2 separate regions of the Anas platyrhynchos genome follow, and region 2 is linked to region 1. Evidence: chromatin contacts called from public Hi-C data. All regions are on one chromosome and are shown on one strand. Each heading gives the region's core, a stretch centred on a gene start, on an enhancer-like site or on the middle of the called end of the contact. The rest is flanking DNA. Distances are from core to core; before and after follow the strand shown. Region 1 overlaps PDLIM5 (PDZ and LIM domain 5). Region 2 holds the start of PDLIM5 (PDZ and LIM domain 5).

Region 1 (6,871 bases), core at 3,015-5,514:
AGACTGATACCATCTGACATACTAAAGCCACATGGGAAAACAAAAGTGTGGCTATCCTGGGGTCAGAGATATGAGGGAGCAGCCATTTGTTCCTTTTTCTCTCTCGTTCTATAAAGTTCTCTTTAGAGCAACTGTCGATGGGGAAAAAAAAAAAAAAAAAGAAAGAAAAAAACAAAACAAAACAATCCCTTCACAACCTCCAACTTATTCCAGAATATTTTATCAGTTTTTCTTAAACATAATCTCCCCAGAATATTTTTTATATACAGGAGAATCACTCAGCTCTAAGTGGTTCACAGAGACAACTGCCGTCCAGTGAACGTCCAGTTTTGTAGTTTGTCAAGTTTGGTGAGGTGACTTAAAGGGGAAAGAAAGCCCCCTAACTCATTTTAGCATCTGAGAATGTTTATTTCTATTCCATCTGTCCAATGAAGTCTCCATATACACTCATCAAATCAAAACTCTCAACAACAAAAAAAAAAAAAGTGAATTCAGTGGGTTGTTGTTTTTTTCTTTGCTTGTTTGTTTTCAAGGAGCTGTATTTTAACAAGATGGTGCCAAACTGCGTGCCTTTCAAATCAGGTCTGGCAGGACAGTAATACAATTATTTATGTCCACTTAAGAGGATTTTCCAATATATGCTTGATGAGAGAGATGCCCAGCCATTTGTAAGCATTTTTAGGTTTGTAAATAGACTACTTATGAAAAGGGTTTTTTGAAACTGTTGCTTGAGGACATAACATTAAAAGAAGTCAAGAACAAATAAACCCCCAGGGCTCTAAGTAAAGTGAGATGAATTGTTCTTTGAAACTCTGTATTTAGATAAGCTTCTTTCAAATACAAAGGGGGATTTCAGTGCCTATTAAAAAAGAAAAAAGAAAAAGAAAAAAAAAAACAGTGCCTATGAAAAAAAAAAAAAACCCTACTACAGTTTTTCTCTTGAGGATATAGAAAAATTTCAGCTTTATCTTTCTATAAAAAAAAAAAGCCCCAAAAGTTGGAAGATAACATTTATTCACTTTTTTTTTTTTTTTTTTTTGTGGATGATCATTTGCCAGTTCTCTTGATTCTTTTTTGAGTGAGTGAAAAAAAATATCACTCAGACCCAAAAGTTGCAGTAGTCTTAACGTAACACATGGAAATCAAGCACGTTATATTGAAAGGAAAGTTTGAATGCTAGTGCTTATCAACAACAGGGTTTGACAGATGGGTAACAGTGCCACATGCTACATTTCTTGGTTGTGATGATGAACATACCTTTGGTACATGAATGAGATCAGGTTTTGGTACAGAAGCAACTCTGAAAGAGAAAAACACACATAATTGTAAAAACAAATGCTTTAATATTTAAGTATTTCCCTTTTCCAACTCACTATGTCCACCCACAGATATATAAATTATATCATTTGTTTCCTCTAAGGGAAACAAGAAGTATTCAAGTTGAACTTACTCCATCGCAGTTAATATAGGGCAAAAGCAAAAACAAACTAGGTGAATTTATCCAGATACAATATTAGGAACTCTAGCATTTGTCACCAAGTACTAATTCATTTAGAAATTCATAATAATGTATCACCAGTCTGGAGACATAGTCAAAATTTGCTTATTGCTTTCCTTCCTTTCAAACTCAGAAAGTTCTGGTCAGACAAATTGCATTTTAAAGCTCATAACCCTTATCCAGGCTTAAAACTGAAAGCTTCCTTTTAGAACAATAAAAGTCCTTCTAAACAGCTTAGCAACTTAAATAATACAGGAACTTTTGGTATATTCTCTGGCCTTCAAAGGTAAACTTAATATCACTTGAACTCCACAGTAGATAGCAAAAAAATTTCTTCCAAACAATGAGTACATTGAGACTGCCACTGGGTGGTGGGAAGTAAAGGAAGTATCATAATGGAAAGGGCGAAGAAGATAAAGAATTAACAGATTTCATTATACCTAAACTGAATTTGCAATATGTGATAGGTAAAAGCATCTCACTTGATTTATTGTCTTTTCAGATTTGCATGCATGTATGTGCAAAAACACACACCCTGATTTTTTTTTTTCAAAAGCAATAGAACAACAAAAAGTCCAACTCACTGACATTTTGTCTGACAACACTGCTGCTGATACAATTTAGTCTTTTCTTGATGTTTTGGTAGAAAATTGCTTTCCTGCCACATTTCAAAACATTTCTGGCCATATTTGGTAGCTGCTCAGAGAGCTGGGAACTTTATTGGTCAAAGCAACATTAATCATATCCTGCCTGAAATCATGCAAACCTGATTTCCTAAAAATCTTCTAAAAAGGGTTTTGCTGAACTGAAGCTGAGTTATCATATCTAAAAGAAAGTTTGCCAATGAGGCAAAAAAGTTTGTTTGGAGAACAGGGAACAGAAGCTACATTTTAATTAAACACATCTACTGTATAAACCAGCCTTACTACTCTAGCAGTGAAAACATGGACAGCTAGATTTGAAGTAGGCATGCTGTCCCATATAAGTGATGTCTTCTCAACTTTTAACAAATATATTTTTTCCTTATTAATAGCTGATTAAAATGTTTACTTCATTTAGTTGTTCCCTGAAAGCCATTTGGCTCACAAGGCCCATCTGATACCAACAACAGCCTTCCTGTTGTTCAGGTCCAGCAACTAGCTTACAAAAAAAAAAAAAAAAGGAGATGAATATAAACCCACATGCTACATTATCAAAATAAATAAATAAATAAACAAATAAGGAAAAAAGCAGAGAATAATGAGGAAAAAAAAACACAACATAAACCACATAAACCAATAACTACAGTTCACAAGAATATCATTTTCTGCACTTTGCCTTCATCATTTGTGCATCGTCAATGACATGCATCATGTCCACATCAACAATAATTCTCAGATAGAGCGTTTCCCTGCTCTGAGGAAGAGGTCTGTTCTCCGGTTTCCCACAGAGTTTGCAGCCTATGAGAACACTGACCTCTGGCCCTCCAAAGCACCAGGGTGCATCGTTAATCATGCCTAATTGTGGACTTGTCAATTTGCAGCGACAAAAGCAACAAGAAGAAAAAAAATGCCAACACATATGGAACTCTTCTTTCTTTTTTAAAGACTAGAGTAGAAGATTCTTCTGTATTTTAGGTATGCATTTTATAATAAAGTAACTTGCAATGTTTTGTATATTTATTAAACCGATCTAACAGTTAGAAGTAGAAAGATATTCACTATTCAAATCAACTCCCAAATTTCATGGCTGGGGAAAAAAAAAGTTTGCAAATGTTAGACCCTGAAGTTTCAGTCTACAAGAGAAATGCACTTCATTAGTTTTACAAAATAATTAAATTTAAGTTTGCAATGTATGAGATGGCTCTGCGCTCACCTATACAGCACTTAACAAAAATTATTTCAAACACTATTTCCAGATGATCTGAAGAGATTCTTCAAAATTAGTCTTTAAAAATGCCATTAAAAAGGGGGTCAGAGGGAGGGGGGGCTTGATAACTACAATGTTTCCAATGTTCTTTTAACATTGGAGCCAGACAGCATAACATTGCTTTATTTCCCCCAAACATACTTGAAACAAGGACATAAATTTGCGTGTCCCAGACATACTTCAAACAGTTTAGCTTGGCCTTGTTGACTTCAGACCATAATCAGACTAAAATCTGTGATTTATCCAGCGTTGCATAAAGAAAATGCTCACCCAGCAAACTGAGCCACCAGGATCTGAATGTGAAAAATGCACGGTGGTTAGACAAGACAGTACAAGAGGAAAAGCACAGTTCATGTTGAAGAGCAAAACACGTCCATGTCCAACACATACATTTACGAAAACACTTGCTACAGTGCTTACATCTTGGCTATTGCCCTTGGAATTGGGAAAGATATTACAAAATCTGTAGAGCAAGAAATAATTTAACTACAGAATCTTGCACTTTTTTTTTTTTTTTTTTAAAGCTGTTAGCATGTAGTTTCCCACCTAGCAATTAGATGTTAAGATTTCATGCTACTTTGGTTAAGCGGGGTGATGCAGTGATACCTGATGATAGAGGCTTTCAGAAGGAGATGACGTTCCTGCCCTGTTACTACTCATTAGAAAAGCAGGACAGCTTGAAGCAGGGTATTTTCTGAATGATTTCAAGCTGGCAGTTCAGTATATGAGTTTGTGTAATATTTTTTGTAACATACAAACAAAACAAAGACATGAAAGCTCAGTATAAATGCTTATTATAAACAGTGCACACAAAAGACCTTGGCTAATGGTTGCTGGAGCGAGCTCCAGGCTTCCATCTCCTTACAAATTATTACAGACAGTGAAAATACAGTCAACAGCGGTCAGTTACTGACAGCCAGGATACTGAAAATGAAAGTGCACAATGTTTGTGCACACTTTGCCATCACAGATGTTTGCTCTTTCAAAAAAAAAAAAAAAAGATATATTTAGTCTGTGTAAACAGCTCATTTCGACCAGACAAACATGATCAAATTTGTTCTCCAAACATCCCACAAGCTGTTCCTCTCCAATGAATACTTTTGTGACATTTAATGCAATTCAAAACATTCCAACTTCCAGCACAGCCTTATTAGGGAAATGAATTAGTCTGCTCCTGCTATAAGCAGCGTGCCTAGCAAAAACTGTTCATTCTTTAAATTCTCCCTGTATTTATTTCCCCTTCCAAGTATTTCACCCACCAAAAAGCCACAAGCAACATAACTGAATCCTTCCATAATCACTAATATCTGGAAACCCCCAACTAAAGCTATGAGTCCAATTTGGTATGTCATCTCTAAAAATCGATCACCAACAAAACACTGTAATCTCACTGATTAGCGTTAGAGAATTAAATTCAAGGCAAAGCAGAGGCCCAAGCCCCTGGCTGCTAAACTCATAAAGCTTTATCTAACCTAAGCTAACCTAAAACCCAGAAGAAGAGTTTCAGATTTGTCTCTCCTGAACTCCATTAAGGTTCCACCATCACCAGTCTCCTTAGTAAAGGCGCTACATGGTAAACCACCAGGACATATCTGCACGTATCAACCCCTTTAAAAACAAAGGGAACACAGAATACCTGCAATAAAATAGGTATTGTGTTTGTTTTGTTTTGTTTTTGTATCTCTGTAACTTAAAGAATTGCTCAAACTCCAGTCTGAGATACAAGAGGAGAAGAACACAAAATCTTCATTCATAAAATGAAGTCAAGGCTGGAAGACTTTCTACAGAACTGTATTTGTTGGTCTGAACTGAAACTTTCTAATAGGAGGAAAGAAGAATGGAAGGATTTTTTTTTTCCTCTTATTTTGACAACTAACTCCTTCTTCAGGGTATAGTTTCTGGCAGCAGACACTACATCCCTGAAAAGCCAATGCTCAGATCTTCTTGCTGAAAACCTCATCTTTTAATGGTTTTACCACTGTAGCCTGCAGTTATGTTTTTTTAGTTGTTGTTGCTTTTGGTTTTGAATCATCGTATTTCTAGACATCAACCAGCTGACAGGGCAGAAAGCTAAATGCATTTGCTTTTTATAAGATAGCCAACTCTCATGAAAACATGAAAATGACAAGCAGAAAATGTTTAACATTATATATAATAAGCTATGACTTTTAATAGAAGCTATGTGAACCAAAACAAATGAAGATGTAATTTAAAGCACAGAAAAAAGAAAAATCCAAATTTTTTTTTCCCTAGTCCAAAGCCCTTTCCCCACTGCAGACATAATTCAGCTCCTACAAATTCTGTATCACAAGAATGGAAGAGAAGAAACATTCCTAATCTTGCTTCTTGTTGCAGCTTATGCATTATTGGAAACATTGGCCTTACGTTAAAAACATGAGTCATCTGCCAGGTAGTATACATTGCAACTACACTCCCCACAGCTTTGTAGAAATGGACCCACTGCCCCAGCTGACACGAATCAGCTAGATTGGTGCTCTAGAGATCTTGCTATGACAAACACCTGCAGCCCAGAAACTGTAAACCCATGTACATCCCCACACAGAGAAAAGAAGAGGTAACCAAATTATCATTAAGCATGGAAACTTGAGAACTGGAAAGTGTTGCAGTCATTGCAAAAAGATGATTTTTTTTTCCCTCCTTTAAAAACAAAACAAAAAAACAAAAAACAAAACAAAAAAAAAAAAAAAAAACACAGTGCAATGTTTTCCAAACTGTACTTTGGTCATGGTGCTTGGTAGCATACCAACAGGCTGCTATGATGGTTGTCAATCACATTTTCTCTCATAAGCCATTACCTGTTCTATTTCAGTCCATTAGTCTTTATTTTGTTGAACATGCCAAATAATGACAAATGTGGAAGGAGGAAGACTGAATGCTCATTTGCTTTTTTAAAAGATAATGGTATTTCAGATGCCAAGTACATCAAGGACTCTTAGTGCTAAATTCTTATTCTGCAAGCTAATTTGTATATTAAAAATGCATATTTCTCCTCTTGTCCTACAAAAACAGACTGCAAAGCTGTCAACTCAAATATTAAAATATTAAAATACAAACACCAGTGTGAGACACAATTGTCTCAGCTTTAAGAAACAAAATATTGAAGAGAGTTTATGTTCATGCTCAGTTTAAATCTGAAATGGCAGAAAAGGAGCTCTTCAGTCAGGTGGGCAATATTTAAACAGCTTGTATCTTTAAACCCAATTTTGAATGAGTTGTTATTTAGGCTTTCAGGTTTCACACTTTTTGCTGAGGTGTATTTAATGGAGTATGTTAAGATTACTAGTATTTAGTTCTTTATATAATAGTATGTCAAGATAATATTTGTCATCTCTGAAACAGTACTTTGTCATGTTTTGCCTAGGAATATGAGTTTATGAATCATCCAACACATATTCCATTTTCATTAAGTTTAAGGCTGAAAATTAATATAATGTAAGTTAATAT
Region 2 (6,871 bases), core at 1,668-4,167, 67 kb after region 1:
CACCCGTAATTCATGGCTCTGCAGTCTGAAGGCTGCAGGCAGAGCACAGCATAACAGACAACTGCACACAAGCAGAGAGGTAAATGCACTCACCCGAGAGATGGACAGGGGCATGTTGAAATCCTTGCCACCTTGGAGCCTGAAGCCCCAAGGAGCCGGGCCGACAAGAGACACGGTGTAGTTGCTCATGGTGTTCAGTGTTCAAGGATCCAAGCCAAAGAATCGATGCCTGTGGAAGAGCATTATGCTTTTAATTTAAAGAAAATAAAAATAAAAGGCACTGTCTACCATTTTAACATCTTTATTTCCATACAATAAGAACAGCCAAAAATCCATACCAGGTCTGTCATTACTTATACTTTTATTCCTCATACACTGTTGTCCTCAATAGCTTAGGAAGAAGCATAAGGAGCTGTTAACACGGGTTTAGGTCTTAAGATCTCTGGTGCTAAAGAACTTGGATCTCAAGAGAGGCACATAAACATTTGACAAGTATTTCTTACTAACAGAATATTGAGGGGAGGGGGGGCAAACCTCAATGTTGGGACAAGCATGAATTGATAATATCCATTAAATCCAAGTACAGAAGAAACTCCCAGCACCGACACATTCATTTCTAACAAAATAAGTACCACATGCTGAAATGTCATCAGCTCAGAACTTGTTTCTAAACACATTATGGTCTGACAGCTTTAAAACGATGTCAAAATGTCACAACTTTGAGGTTAATCAGAAGAAAATAAAAACCCTGACTTTGTTTTTGCAGCGTAACTTTATATTGGTGTAACAATGCTACAGATGAAACACATGTTAACAACAAGACTCACATTTAGCAAAGTTAAAATACTCACAGCTGCATCTTAATGCTGGGGAAGAAAAAAAAAAAAAAAAAAAAAAACAAAGCGAAGCCCAAGTATCTCCCTCCCCTCCGCACAAATGCCGGCAACAAATTACCTTTAAAAGGCAACCTCTGCACTTAATTGCCGCTCAGAGTCAGAGATAAGGGCTTCAGTTTCACCTCAGATAAGTAACATTACAATGACATCTTAGGTAGTGGATCCCATCTATTTTTGTATGGTTGAAGCGAGGCAAAGTACACACCAGTGTGCGCGGGTGTAAGCCTACACTGTAGCACAGCCGGATTCCAGGCTCGTGCATTGACATTTAAGGTGGCACCCCAGTCAAACTGGAGAAAGCAGGCTGCAGACCCACTAAGCTGAGTGTGACCTCTTCACACACAGGTGGGAGATTTTATTTTATTTTTTTCTTTTTGAGGCAGTAGATTTTGAAAATGCAGCCCAGCCTCGCCGGCTGCCCAAGGTGCCACCGCAGCCATGTAGGTGCACGGAAGGACATTTAAAGTCACTCCCCAAGAGGTGTCGGTAGCACATGTTTCTGGGTTCACCTCACAGAACCACAGAGACCTGCTGCTCTAAATCATAATTTCTCAGTCTGACAGCAGAACTTGCAGCCATGCTCACGCTGACGGCCATTCAAATAAGCCAAGCACAGCTGCTGGCCTGAGGTGGGACAAGGAGATAGCTCTGAGGATGCAGAAGCTGAGCTACCTGGGCAGCTCTGGCCCCATGAGCTGTCTCAGCACACCCTGAAATGCCTCAGCAGGCACTGGTGTATGTAGAGAGGAGCGCACACCCTGACCCTTCCTGCAGCTGGAGAGGAGGAAGGAAAGAGAAAGCCTCCACTGAGTGCGAGCTGGGTCTCTCCCTCAGCACGGAAGCAAGAGCTACAACTCTACCTCCTCCTGAAAAGAGGATTTCAATTAGTCACAGGCTTCTTTCTGTAGGAAAGTAGCAACGCCTTTCGTTCCCTCTGAATGAGGTCCACCCTGGTGACAGGTCACCACAAACCACAGCCACATCTAGCGAGTGGCACACATGCCAGAAGCAGAAGGCTTTACCTAGCAGCCCAAATTGGGGGAAGAAAAAATTGCACAAGCCTTCAAAGTGTAACAGCTAGTTACAGTAACACCATTAGGAAAAGGTTAAGTTACATTAGGAAAGGACACAGGGTTTTTTCCTCCCTGTTCAAAGCAAACAGAGTTGGGAAGAGACTGCTGGCTGAAACGCTGAGCACGGCTCTCAGCATCCCTCACCTTTCCTTTCTCACCCCCTCGATTCTGCCGTGCCCGCACCTCCAGCCTTACAAACTGAGCAGGAAGACCCCGAAGGACCCCCCCAAATTTAATGCCACGCACTTCTTACAGCACGCCAGGGCAGCACCTACGAGAAAGCGCTACAACCCACCAACCCCGCCTTGCACAACCGAGCAGCCAAGGGCGAAATTGTGCAACTTGCGCCTATTTTATCAAACTCTCGCTGGCTCGGGCCACAGCAGGGGGGGAAACTTCAAAACGCAGAGCCGGCACGGACCCCAAGCCCCAGCTATCGCTCCGAGGCTCCCCCCAGCAGCTCCTGAGCCCCGTGCCGAGCCGTGCCAAGCCGAGCCGAGCCAGGCAGCCCGTCCCCGGGGCAAGCGACCCAGCGGCACCCCGTATCCATATAGACACGGGGGGCACCCCCCAGCCCCACTCGGGACCACGGTAACATTACAGCCCACGGCGAAATTAAGCTACGAGAAGCCCCGCGGAGTTTCAAACCCACCGCCCAACCTGCCGGCTCTCCGCTCCTCCTCCTCCTCTTCCTCGCCCCTTCGCCTCTCGCTCACCACCCGGTGCCTGCAGGGCGCGGAGCGGCGAGGACACCCGCGGCGTCTGCCGGGCGGCGGCTCCGTCCCCCCGCTCTTGTTTGCACTTCCGTCTGCTGCTGCTCCTCCCCCGGCACGGCAAGGCTCGGTTTGGCTCAGCACGGCTTGGCTCGGCTGGGCTCAGCACGGCAGGGACGGGGGCAGGGGCGGGGCGCGCCCGGAGAGGGGCGCGGAGCTGGAAATCCTCAAATGCACCGCTGCCGGGCGGCCCTGGAGTTCGTTATCATTATTAATTATAAATAATAAACATTTTTGAATAGGGAAATGCGCTTTTTCTGTTTTCTTTATTTTTTTTTCTTATTTTGCTTTGCGCACATCTGACTACAGGCACACCTGCGAAACGCAAGGGCTAACGAAAGGGTGCTGGGTCTCTGCACACTGCCGCCCCCAAAAGTGTCCCCCCCCAGCACACAACAGGCACCGTATGAGTAGACTGCAACAGCTGTCTTACAGGGAAATTTCTCCAAAAAGGGCAAAACTTTGCTTTATTTTCAACAGAGTAATATAACAGGGATCTAAGCGCCTCCCAAAGTACATCAAAGCTGAGAACAGCAGTGAGGCAGGAGAAGTGCTTAACCAAAAGACAATGCTGGCACGAGAACACATGGGTATAAAGTGACCACGAATAAATTCACTTAAGAATCAATAAGGAGGAAAGGGAGGTTTCTGTAGGAGTGGGTGCGAGGAATCAAACTGGTTTTAAAATGAAGCTTGATCAGATTATGAAAAGAGTTTCGCCATGGGCTTGCCTGCCAGCAGAACAGTTATTTGTCACAAAGACTTTCAGACTGACAACCCACAGCCTCGTTTGGTCAGAGGCAGGCCAAGCAGCATGCTGCAGTGCTTTACTGACCTGCTGGCTGATGCCTTGCAGTCGGTAGAAGCAGGGTGAAGATGCAGCAGCGATAACACTGCAGGCTCAGCTGTGTCTCACAGCTGAGGGAGGCTTGAGGTTCCCTCCCTTCTCTGTTTCCCATTCATTAAAAGTGATTACAAATGAAAGTGGTTGGGAAAGAGACAGGCATCTCATTAGCAGCAGCAGCACCATAACTGCAATAATTTCAATCTGCTCTTCAAGCATAGATTTGCTGTGGAGAAAGAGTGCAGAAGAAAGGTTTAAATCTGAGTTTATCACAGCCAATGCAACACAATTCTTTACCATGATCCTGCCCAGCCTATCTGTCCTTGTTTAAGAAAAGGGTGGCACTGTTCCTCATCCTCCCAGTCTTAGTTTTGTGAGCTTTATTAAAGGGGTTTTAATGTTGTTCCAGGGAGCTGTGCACCTCCTCAGCTGTCCTGACTGAGCCAAGTGCCTCCCCCTCACACCACATCTCAACAATAAAAGCATCCAAGACCCAGACTAATACACCAGAACAACTCTTCTGGAAATCTGTCCTCCTTACCCTGCTCTGTTCACATTAAAAATGTCTTTAATCTGGCAAAACTGAAAATCCCCATTACACACACACTCTCTCACATGACTTTAATTCATGGAGGTAAAAATTCCCCATCCCAGGGATTTTTCATTGTGTCACAAGGACCTTAGGTCACCCTCATGCTGTTTCATTTATTAGAGGAGAAAGAGCTCCAGGACCCTGCTCCCCAGTGTGACCCACGTGGTGCCTCCAAGGTCAGCATGTCCCTGTGTCAGCCGGCTGGGCAGCAAGCTGCTCACAGCTCACCGGAGCACATAGCCCAAAGTTTTGCACTTATCCTGGGCTACCAGCTAGCCATATCAACAAAAACTATCCTTTTCCACTTCATTTCTCCAAAAGCCTGTGGTTTTTATTTGTAGATGAATCACTTGCCTGAGCTAGGTGGGGACAGGCTATCTCAGGACTAGCTCAGCAGGACTGAGGAGGAACTCACAGGGAGGCTTTGGCTGGTGGGCATCCTTAGTGCCACCGTGCCCACCTTGTGTTGTGCCAATCCATCACATCCTGGCCACCATTGCTCCCAGCTGATGGTCTTTGGGGCTATCACCACTTCTCCACAGCCTGATCCGCTTGTGACAAATGAGCCTGTTTTCCCTCACATCCTCCAGAGGCTGTTTGAGACCCCATCATTCTTGGTCTACTTTCAAATATTCTCCTCTTTGAGAAAGCTTTTCGTTAGGGCTGAATGGTGAAAAGGAGAGATAGCGAGTGGAAGACAAACCTCAGCAGCAGTCAGAACCATGGCCTGCCTGTTCTTCCTACTGCCGCCGTGTTTCAGACAGAGCTTGCATTTTTTCCCCCCTGAATGAGGAAGGAAGAAGTCTGGAAATTAATTAAATGCAGTAGTCAGCTAGCCACGCAGATGCAGCCTATCTCAAAATTACTCAGGCACTTAAGTCTTGTTTAAATGCTAATGAAATGCCTTAGGTGCTGGGTAATGGGTACTGCAGAACCTGCTGGAGAACATCACCTGCGGTCCTGAAGTACACAAAGGAACTCATAAATGCAAAAAGAGACCATAAATTATGAACAGATTAACAATGCACTGTGAAATAATTCCCAATTAAACTGCAGTTAATCTAACACTTGCTTTCTGTGTGCTGAGACAGAGAACTGCAGGCTGTGCTTGTGCTGCACTACTACTTTCACTTTTGCTTTTCTTCCAGAGGTAACGTTATTGCAAGTTGTAGTCAGTGTGCAGCTGGATCCAGCATGAAGTAACCCTCTCTTTAGGGTTCATTCACTCTAAATGTGAATTAAGAATGTGAATATCATCCCTGGCCTAAGAGCTTATTCCAAGATAACTCTCTGCCCAGCAATGAAATGCATTAGGCATGTTCTAAGTGTTTCTGAGAAGCTGAGGCTGCAGTCAGCTTTTTGACAGGGTGAGCTTTTATGCTACAGTCGTGGTGAATCCTAAACCGCCTCAAACTGATGTCTTTTACTTTTACTTTTCTGTCTTATTTTTTATTTTCTTTTTCCTGTCCCTGGTTTGCAGAGATACCCAACACTGAATTACTCTCCCATGCATCCTGTCAATCACCCTAACTCCCTGAAGACTTGTTTCCTTGTGCAGGAGCAGACACTGAGCAGCTGAGCCCACACAATTCACTTTGTGTCGGCTTTGTTAGTCAAAAACAAAACAAAAACCAAACACAGTCAAGTTTACCTTATCTCTCCTCTCACTTCTCACCTTTTTTTTTTTTTTTTTTATTTGTTCCTTCCCTGTTTTTCCTCTGGGTGTGCCATCCACCCTGACTTGTCCTCAGCTCATTTTTCAACCAGCTGCATACTCTGACCTTACTGCTTCAATTTCTATAAGTTTCACTCATAATGCTTCTGCTCAGTTCAATTTTAAGCCTGTGGCTTTCATTAGATTGAAATATTAACAACATTAGTCTTCTCACTTCAAACAGACAGCCATTCAAGCTCTTACTGCTATAAGCAGATTTATGGTCTTTTTCTTTTGCATCCTGATTTCTTCTTTATTTTAGCTTATCAATCCTTTTTGTTTGTTTTTAATAGCTTATAGTTTAATAGTTTGTTTTGTTTTTAATCTCTTTTTAAAGAAAAAGTAATAGCTACTAATAAAATAGCCCTTATTCACTGCGTCCCCCTGAAATGTGGTAAATCATACAAACAAAGGAAATAAGTATGTCATTACCTGGCTCCTTTGCAGTGACTGAGCAGGCACATCCAAAGCTTGGACACTCACCCCGAAACTGGAAGCTACTCAAACCTATTTTATTTCTCCATCCCAGGGATAGAAAGGGCCACCTACATGCAAGCCTCAGTCTGTGTTACAAGTTAAATATTTCTTCCCTGCTAGCCTGGATCAACGCAACTCCAACCCAATCTCTTTGTTTTGGGTAACACAAAGGATTTCCTCAAAGGGTCCAGGTTACACCCTTGTCATGTTAAACCTGGGCTGTTTTAGGGGCTAAAATCTGCTTCATCCTCAGCCCTCTGTGGTGGTTTTACTCAGGTGGGCAGCCAAGTTCCACCACAACCACTCTCTCACTCCCCCTCCTCAAAGGAAAATTACAATGAAAGGAGAAAAATATGATGCAAAGGGCTCAAGGGTTGAGATAAGGACGGGAAGATCTCTCTATAATTATTGTGATGGGCAAAACAGACTCAGAGTAGGGAGACAGTAAGATTTATTGCCCCTTACTAACAAACTAGAGAAGTGAGAAACAAAGGAGAAAAAC

What was found. Hi-C and Micro-C count contacts between places; a contact is called where the count stands out from the background.
Region 2: a Hi-C map of small yellow follicle shows a contact between it and region 1, with 2.2 times the contacts expected there. The contact joins the promoter of PDLIM5 here to the enhancer-like site in region 1. A contact is called at or near these places in 3 of 8 Hi-C or Micro-C datasets (F5 follicle, liver and small yellow follicle).

Annotation. Positions count from the first base shown.
Region 1 is chr4:12,582,312-12,589,182 of IASCAAS_PekinDuck_T2T, forward strand. It overlaps PDLIM5 (PDZ and LIM domain 5), which reads right to left. Exons shown (of 13, transcript XM_027455589.3): 4 at 1,258-1,300. Among named protein-coding and RNA genes, the nearest start is that of PDLIM5, 68 kb to the right of the region's middle. Within about 2 kb of position 4,265, at least 4 of the 8 cell types and tissues checked have an H3K27ac peak or open chromatin away from gene starts, as enhancers often do. A contact at or near this core is called in F5 follicle and small yellow follicle, where this site is marked.
Region 2 is chr4:12,650,937-12,657,807 of IASCAAS_PekinDuck_T2T, forward strand. PDLIM5 (PDZ and LIM domain 5) reads right to left here and starts at 2,918. Exons shown (of 13, transcript XM_027455589.3): 1 at 2,622-2,918; 2 at 94-229. The coding sequence starts at 189.